3 separate regions of the Mus musculus genome follow, and regions 1 and 2 are each linked to region 3. Evidence: chromatin contacts called from public Hi-C and HiChIP or PLAC-seq data. All regions are on one chromosome and are shown on one strand. Each heading gives the region's core, a stretch centred on a gene start, on an enhancer-like site or on the middle of the called end of the contact. The rest is flanking DNA. Distances are from core to core; before and after follow the strand shown.

What was found. Hi-C and Micro-C count contacts between places; a contact is called where the count stands out from the background. HiChIP or PLAC-seq counts read pairs in DNA pulled down with a chosen protein or histone mark.
Region 1: an HNF4G HiChIP or PLAC-seq map of pancreatic cancer cells shows a contact between it and region 3. The contact joins two enhancer-like sites. A contact is called at or near these places in 1 of 15 datasets of contacts at CTCF or cohesin (embryonic stem cells), 24 of 484 Hi-C or Micro-C datasets (Sertoli cells, bone marrow-derived macrophages, cortical neurons and 6 more), 6 of 115 datasets of contacts at active chromatin or transcription factors (embryonic stem cells and pancreatic cancer cells) and 2 of 9 other capture datasets (adipose tissue and liver).
Region 2: a contact with region 3 is called in a Hi-C map of rod photoreceptor, with 1.9 times the contacts expected there. The contact joins two enhancer-like sites. A contact is called at or near these places in 1 of 15 datasets of contacts at CTCF or cohesin (embryonic stem cells), 32 of 484 Hi-C or Micro-C datasets (3T3-L1-derived adipocytes, the G1E-ER4 cell line, bone marrow-derived macrophages and 8 more), 8 of 115 datasets of contacts at active chromatin or transcription factors (double positive thymocytes, embryonic stem cells, large pre-B cells and 1 more) and 2 of 9 other capture datasets (embryonic stem cells and liver).

The regions. Positions count from the first base shown.
Region 1 is chr8:57,724,137-57,726,836 of GRCm38.p6, forward strand. No RefSeq gene overlaps it. Among named protein-coding and RNA genes, the nearest start is that of Galnt7, 72 kb to the left of the region's middle. Within about 2 kb of position 1,320, at least 12 of the 459 cell types and tissues checked have an H3K27ac peak or open chromatin away from gene starts, as enhancers often do. A contact at or near this core is called in pancreatic cancer cells, where this site is marked.
Region 2 is chr8:57,704,773-57,707,472 of GRCm38.p6, forward strand. No RefSeq gene overlaps it. Among named protein-coding and RNA genes, the nearest start is that of Galnt7, 53 kb to the left of the region's middle. Within about 2 kb of position 1,424, at least 3 of the 459 cell types and tissues checked have an H3K27ac peak or open chromatin away from gene starts, as enhancers often do. A contact at or near this core is called in rod photoreceptor, where this site is marked.
Region 3 is chr8:57,790,230-57,792,929 of GRCm38.p6, forward strand. The region is part of intron 11 of Galntl6 (UDP-N-acetyl-alpha-D-galactosamine:polypeptide N-acetylgalactosaminyltransferase-like 6); the gene reads right to left. Among named protein-coding and RNA genes, the nearest start is that of Gm2921, 8.3 kb to the right of the region's middle. Within about 2 kb of position 1,357, at least 26 of the 459 cell types and tissues checked have an H3K27ac peak or open chromatin away from gene starts, as enhancers often do. A contact at or near this core is called in pancreatic cancer cells and rod photoreceptor, where this site is marked.

The DNA of each region.
Region 1 (2,700 bases), core at 70-2,569, 66 kb before region 3:
CACCGGTGCCTGCCTCTGGATGTTCTTGGGAGAAATTCGGAACAATCAGGTCATCTCTGGAGTAAGGCACTTTAGAAGATTGTAAAGGGGGTCCTTTGATGATGACAAAGGCAGTCATAGTGGTTGGTGTCTGTTGCATGCTTTCAGAGGAGCAGGGTAAAACAGATAACCTCCAGGCATTGAAAAAGTATAAATTATAGGGAAAAAAAAGAGCCGCACTGAGCCTTCACCACCCTCAGCTGCAGGAAAGATGTCAAAATTTGCTGACACATGACTTGCAATGCAGTGAAGAGATGGTGGTCAAGCAATTGGCAGAAAGGGAAGTATGAAACTGTGGAAGACTAGAGAGAAGAATACACAAATAGGAGATGCACACATATATGCCATTTAGATATTGGTGTGGATGTTGCATTAGCGATCTCTAGAGGGACAGAACTGATATTATGAATATGTGTTACCAAAGAGGATTTATTTGATTGGCGTACATGATGAGAGCTGGATAGCTATTGCATCCCACTCGACCGGCAAGAAAGACACAACAAACCGGAATCTTCCGCAGCAAAAGCTTTATTGCTTACTTCTTCAGGAAGACCCTGAACTGGGAAAATGGCGCCGCTTTTATAGCCCGCAGCGTGATGTTTCAGCACCTGATATGGCGTGACAGCTCCTGATTCGTTGCTCACCAATCACCCCACTATTACACCCCGAGAATGGGAGTGACTAGGAGTGAGTTCACTCTCGAACCTGCGTACAAGGCTTGTTTACTAGTTAGGCACAGTGGAGGCCAGCGCCATCTTATAATGGCGATTGCTCGCGGCACGGCTCTCCACAGATAGCTCCTCACACTGTGTAGGTTGTGAAACGAGGCAACTCTTCTAAAAGAAAGCATTTAATTGGGAGTGGCTTATGGTTTCATGGGCTTAGTTCCTTATCATCATGGCAGGGAGCATGGTGACAGGCAGGCGCGGGTGCTGGAGAAGTAGCTGAGAGTTCTATATACTGATCTTCATGCAGAAGAAAAAAATAGTGGGGTGGGGGAGGGGATGGGAGAGGAGGCAAGGGGAAGAGAGAGATAGAGGGAAAGAGCCTGGGTCTGGCTGGGCTTTTGAAACCTCAAAACTAGCTCCCACTGATACCTGTTTTCCAATAAGGCGACTCCTCTTAATCTTTCTCAAATAGTGCCTCCCCTGGTGACTAAGCATTTAGATACGTGAGCCTATGGGGGGGGGGGCGCATTCTTGTTCAAACCACCACAGTGGCAACAATGGATCTGTTGACAGCTTTAAGAACAGGGTAGGTACACACCCCAACAGTAAGTGAAGTCAGACAAGGAAGTAGCTCTGCTTTTTCCTCAGACCTCTTTATATCTGGGCCTCTCAGACATCCTCATACCAGGAAAAGATGTTTCTCACTCTAGGAGAGTATTGTCCCCTCTCAGCTAATCCTTCCTGAAAATGTCCTCCCACATCTGTCCAGAAGTGAGACTCTTTGTTGACTCCAAATCGAATCAGGTTGGCAAAGATAAAGCATATACATGCCAACTACTGAGCAGCCGTGTGCTAATGCAGTACTGCCCCTGAAGGATGATAACTACCCCTGAGGTATGGGTACTATCCCCGAACTGAAGAATGAGTCACTACCATTGTAGGATACAATGCTGCTGATGACCATCACTATTAATGTTTAAGTCACATGACTTACTGGACCCATTTCCGTTTGTCTGCATAAGACTTAGAATTTAAGGACTTATACTCAACTGTTGCATGCTTATTAAATTGAAATTTTTAGCTCCATTCTCAACACCAAATGCAACCTACAAACTTGACATTGTTTCTGGTAAGTTCAAAGGGGAAAGGTTCTAAGATGTACTCTTGAAAGATCGTCCCCTTCCTTTATAGACCTATGGTGGATGGACATGAGACCCATGAACAGTATCTGTTATCCCTCATAGCAGAAAGAAGAGCCAAAACAGCACAAGGTCTCAGTTCCTATAATGTCTATGTGACGATGGGAAGGGGTCAGATGTTATCTATGTACCTCAGCACTGTGTATCACAGGAAAGGGACTTCCTAATTAGTGGACCCATCAGACTATTGGCTTGTCATCTGAGCTTTGGAAAGAGAGAGTTCTCACTACCCTGGAATGTAGGCAAATGTCCTTGGCAACAGGAGGATTCACCTGCATTACTTGAACGTCAATTTGACAGAATTGAGTGGTGTCTAGAAAGTGCGTAAAGGCCACTTCTGGGTGTGTTGCTGGATGGTGTCTAGGGTTGATTGGCATCATCATGAAGGAATTCCGAAGCACATCTTACACAAATGCAGACCCTTGGAAGTTCTTTAGAGCTGCCTGACAGAGCTCATTTAAGCAATGGTGGCGGATTTTCCTAGAACTGGCTTTTATGGCCACCGTCTGATAGGCTGGGGGATCGGATGGAACAAAAAGCGAAAGGTGTGGGGAACTTGGCTTGCACTTTAAGTACAAGTTCTGTTCTTGATCAGGTGTATCTGTGGCTGTCATTGCCATGGGCAGCCCACTCCAGGTTCTTCAGCTTTTAGCCGCACACTCATACCAAAGCCTCATGGGAACTTACAGGCCTTACTCTCTCTTTTAGTTTTTTGGACAAGGAAAATACAAGGCTGTGTGAGATCCTGTCTCATAGTACTACCTGAGGATCCTTCAATACCTCTCCTGGGCATA
Region 2 (2,700 bases), core at 174-2,673, 85 kb before region 3:
GGCTGGCCTTGAACTCATGCTGGCCTCATACTTACAGGAAACCTCTGGCCTATTTCCCCAAAGTTCTAGAATTATCCATGTAAGTCTCCATGTCTAGCTTATGTTAGTAAAATCCCCAGAAAACTACAGACTTACCTAATTTTTCCCCTTTGTTTGTAAATTTTGGAAATTTTACTTGGGACAAAGCTGGAGGGTCTACTAGAAACACAAACTCAATAGTGTGTGCAGAGATGTGCTTTTGTAAATAGTTTTATGTCTAAAATAAGTGAAAACATTATGCTCTGAAAATGGAAGGAAAGTGTGAAATCCCCCCCCCCCAATGTCAGGTGACACTGCACAAAGGTTGGAACCATAGAAATAGTTCTAGAAGATGCAAACATAGGAGATCCCTCCTCTTGGAATAGAATACTATAGTGCAATTAAGAAGGACATAGGTGAACTTTAATCAATACAGACATACATAAAATATGTCAATAAGTGGAGGGACAGTTGGCAAAATAGTATGACATTCTATAGTGGAGAAAACATCATTACATCAGGAAAGGGGATGTATATGTATATAGCTTTGGATGGCTTGCTAAACAGTATCAGGGAATAAGGAGCCACAGAAAGCTTCATGACAAAGGAAAAATCCAATTTTACTTGTATAGCAGACATTAAGACAAAAACTCACAAAACTACACTCCATTTTGCAACTGTTACTCTACTCATTAACATTTTTATATCTTTCTGCATCAGTAAGCATGCACACATATCTTTCTTAATTGTAACATAGTCTTCTATTATATGGAGGTTTCATAATTTATTTAAAACCTTTTGGTGAATATTTAAGCTAGTTCAAATATTTAGATGTTATAAAGACTATAACTCAAATATCTTCAGTGTGTGTACATGCGCGTGAATGTGTGTCACTTGAGACTGAATCTAGGACTTGATGCAGACTACTCAAGCACTCTACCACTGAGCTACCTCTTTATCTGGAGCAATTATTTTAAGAGTTTGCCTTATCTATCTATTTCCTTTGGGTCACTTTTTGGAAGTAACCTTCCTAGCTCCTTTCCAAGACTTCAGTCTTCCTCTTATGTTTTTTTTGTAATCCCCTTCCCTACTCTGAGATTTTTAAAGCAGTGTTCATTTTTATTAGTACTAATGTTCATTGCTATTATTTTGTACATGTAAATTTAGCTCAATGTTCTGTCAGTTGGTGTTCTATTAGGAAAACAACTACTCAAGACGCTCAATTTTTGAAAAGCAAAGGGTTCTTTTGCCTCACAGTCTCGCATGGTGCTGGCTGGGATCTATTTCATTGCCTTTGGCCCATTGTGAGGCAGCTAACCATCATGGAGGGGAACCCCATTCCTCATGGTCAGTGAGCCAAAGAAGAGCCCAGCTAGGCTCCCATAATCCCCTTTGAGGATTTGCTGCCAGCAACCTGAACAGCGCTCACTAAGCCCCACCATCTAAAGAGTCTGTCATCTCCTGACTGCCACTCTGCAAGACAATCTTTGATGTACCGACCCATGAGTACATGCAGGTCCAAATGCTAGCACCTGTCTTAACTTCATTTTAGGATCTAATGTGGGCAGGGAGTTAAATTTAATTTTTAATCTCATGCTAACCTTCTTGTATGTATTGGGCTATAGGCATAGTATGTATCCCCTTCATTTGCAGTGGGCACAGTAGCACTCTGATTTAATCTTTGTAGCTTTCCAGTGGATTTAATACACAGCAGGGATATCTTTCCTATTTTGCATAGAGGCAGGTAGATTCATAAATGTGCTGAAGGGACTGTCCGTACCAGCTTTTTGTAAGCGAGTTTATACTAGCAGCCTTCTGTCAGGGATGGTGTGGTCAAAGGAAGAAAGATGCAAAAGTGGACTATGGAGAAGGCTGGTGGGTTTAGGAAATTAAAGCATTGCATTGCATTGACCGTGAAGCAGAGTGAATCCAGATGATAGTGACATTGAAGATCCAAGATTACATATATGCTATGAATTTTTTCTTTCATCAAATATTTAGACTGTATGTGTGTGCGCATGCATGCAAGCAAGTCTTAGAGGTGTGTGTGTGTGTGTGTGTGTGTGTGTGTGTGTGTGCACGCGCGCACACACACACACACACACACACGTGCAAATTGTAGGGATGAACTTGGGTCATCAGGTTTGATGGAAAATATCTTTATTCACTTGGCCATCTCGCCCTCTGAGTTTTGCTGCCTGTACAATCCATCCACGGATGTTTTTCTAAGGTCACACTGGAGCACTTCATCACCAGAGTCTCTGCAGGAGACCCTCTGAAGAAGGTTGACTGCTGAGGGATAATTTGCAAGCGGTTGGAAGTGTCAAAGTGAAGACAGGCTTCTTTGAGCTTAGAAAGTATTGATTATTGATTTAACATGCCTGACTTAGTACAGAGGATCGCAGAATTATTTGGCTTTTTTGTTTTTTTGCAGATTTATCTTTGCTTTTTCTGCATTTTATAATTAAATGTGTATGTGTAGCTCTTATTAATTTGTAAGTTAACCCTAGTTTTTAGTTTCTGTGACTAGTTTTTTAACCACCCACCTATTTGTTCTGTGAGCCTCGGCCTTCCACTAGACACCTTGCTGCTTCACAGTGGCGTGACAAACGTGGATGGGAGGCGCGTCCATCTCCCTGGGTTCCCGGTGACAGCATTGCAGCGTGTCAGCGCTTCCTCTGG
Region 3 (2,700 bases), core at 107-2,606:
AACCCAAACCAACCAACCAACCAACCAACCAACCAACCAACCAACCAACCAACGAACCAAAAGGACCCTCAAACGTATGGCAATACTGCTGCTTCTGCCTCCTGCTAGGATCATAGTGTGGTCCATTAGACCACCGGTCAGAAGGAAAGTTTAGGTAGTGACGAGAGAGATAGTGTTTGTTTTCTATTTGGCTATTTGGCGATATAGTGGAGTATGTAGTATTACATACACCACACTCGTGCTCACGTGCACGCACACACACACACACACACATACACACACAAACACACACACACACACACACATGTGTACATGTACTCATATTTATACATTTTCGGGGTTTTTTTTTTTGCATCCACCTCTCAAATAAATGGCTTGTGCTCAAATTCTTAATTTAAGTTATGTATGCTGTAGGCCATCCAACAAAATGTTTACCTAGAAGGAGCAGGATATGGGAGCTAGCTTTAAATTTGGCAAGGATAACAGTAGGTGATGTTACAGTGTGGCAGAGGTTGCTTCAGTGAGGTACGGTGTCAAGTTACACTTTGAGATGTTATAAATAGAAAGAGGGCATTTGTCAACCTCACATATGGAGATTTGGTCCTACAGTCAGAAATCTGGCTACAAGTTGTACATGGTGTATCACATAGTTATTATACCTGTTTTAGTTATAAGGAATTGAAAATGATGGCGAAATAACCTTAAGCTGTTCTTTCTTGTTTTGAAACAGGCTCTCACTTCGGAACCCTTGCTTACAGTGTGTAGGTTGGGACACACTACACAGGCCAGGCTGGCCTTGCACTGGTAGCAATCTTCCAGCTTCTGTCTCCTGAGTATTGGGATAGCAGTTGCATTCTACTACCCTGGCTAGGCTATTTTAAGTTTGACTAAGTCTAAGGCCTGACCATTAGGTTTTCCAGACTCTGAAGGGTTGGGCTAAGCATTGGGTGGTGAAAGGAGTTTACCTTCCACTCAGCGAGAAGCGAAGTGGCATCATAAAACAGAGGAATTGCAATGGCCAGGTATTATGGAAGTTCCACCTGAACAAGTATGGGAAGGCAGGGGGATTCTTTAGCTATTGCAATGATCCAAGGTTATGAGATGGCTTGCAGCCAGGGCAGGAGCTATAGCAATGACTGTGTGTGTGTGTGTGTGTGGGGGGGGGAGGCTCTCACGAGTGTGTGCGTGTGCATGTAAGGGTGAGTTTGTCAGGGCAAAGGGAATAATTAATTGTAATGACTGAGTAGATGTGGGGACTGAAGAGGAGAAACTCGAGTTTCTTATTGAACAACGGTGTAAATGTTTTTACTGTGGTTGCTCTTCTTGTAATAGGGGTCCCTCTGGTGGCAAAGGAGAACCAAGGTAAGGGTTCCTCTCACACAGGACACCTGCTATTCTGGGATATAGTTGTACAACCATAGTTAAAATAGAGTAAAACCGGGATGCCCATCTCCTCTGGGGTTTCAAAAAGATATATCTAAGAATAGCTGAGAGCTAATTGTTGCTAATGGACCAGGAAGTGGTGTCTGACCACAATGTTGACCTGTTTGAATGAGGGAGGTACTGGCCAACTTCCTTCTCCAAGAAATCTCCACGTAGCTGGAGACGATTAGCTGGAGTCTGTTGAACCAAATCCAACAAACACAAGGGATGTCTCCTGGGAGATATTGATCTTGTTCCTTAAGAGCACAGCAGAGCAGTGAGTGGAGACTTTGAAGCCGGATTCATCTGAGTTTGAATGATGCTTGGCCACAGTTCTGCCAGTATCACCTTAGCATCTTCCTATGGGTACTCTCCGTAATAGCACCTGTATGGTTATGGGGACTCGAGTGACGGGCATGAATCATCGCTCAAGGCTTCCTCCTCATTAACAGCTAGAGTCAGTCCTAATGATTCCCCTAGGAGCTCAGGAGATGGCCCTTTGAGCTAATTCATAAATATTCTTAAATACCAAATTTAAAATATGATAACCAACAGGGAGCACTCTGACAATCAGTGAACAACCTCAGAGGATTAGTGAACTGGTAGACCACCCCCACCAGCCCGAGGCACGTAACTGAACGGCGAAGGCAGTTTTACAGAGAGCTCTCTCTTTGAACATTTTTCTTCTAAGTGTTGATCAGACCTCAAATTTTCCAAGAACAGGTGTGCTGCATAGGCCTGAGTCATCGACCGAGATGAGATATTTCAGAAACTTTCCATTTTAAGCATGTTCCTGATTGAGTAAAAAATGCCTAGCTTGTTATATAAATACACAGAGTGTAACCTCTTGCTGAGCACTGCCTCTGAGCCCAGAAGCTAGCCAGGGATTATCTTTTACCAATCTCTTCAGATTCCAGAAAGGTCTGCAGGGCTAATGCTCGTATGAGTTACCTTCTGAAATCTCTGCAGCTGGGGTTTTCTTCCCTAGGAGCTCTGTGTGCACACACCCTAGTTGGTCTTATCCATCTGTAAGCTTCCATAAGCTCCCTAATGAAAACAACTGCATTTTGGAGGCTTAATTGCTTATTATTGAGTGGCCTATCTCTCATTCTATAAATGTAAAATGATGAGAAATGTTCTGTTCGTTAGAAACCGTCAGCATGTGAGGCAGACCGGGTGTTTTATTGATGTATACAGAAAATATCATCTTAAAGGTCAGAAGATAACTATTGGAGAATAAAAGCCTACCCTACTTCATTCCACATAGACAACGTTGTA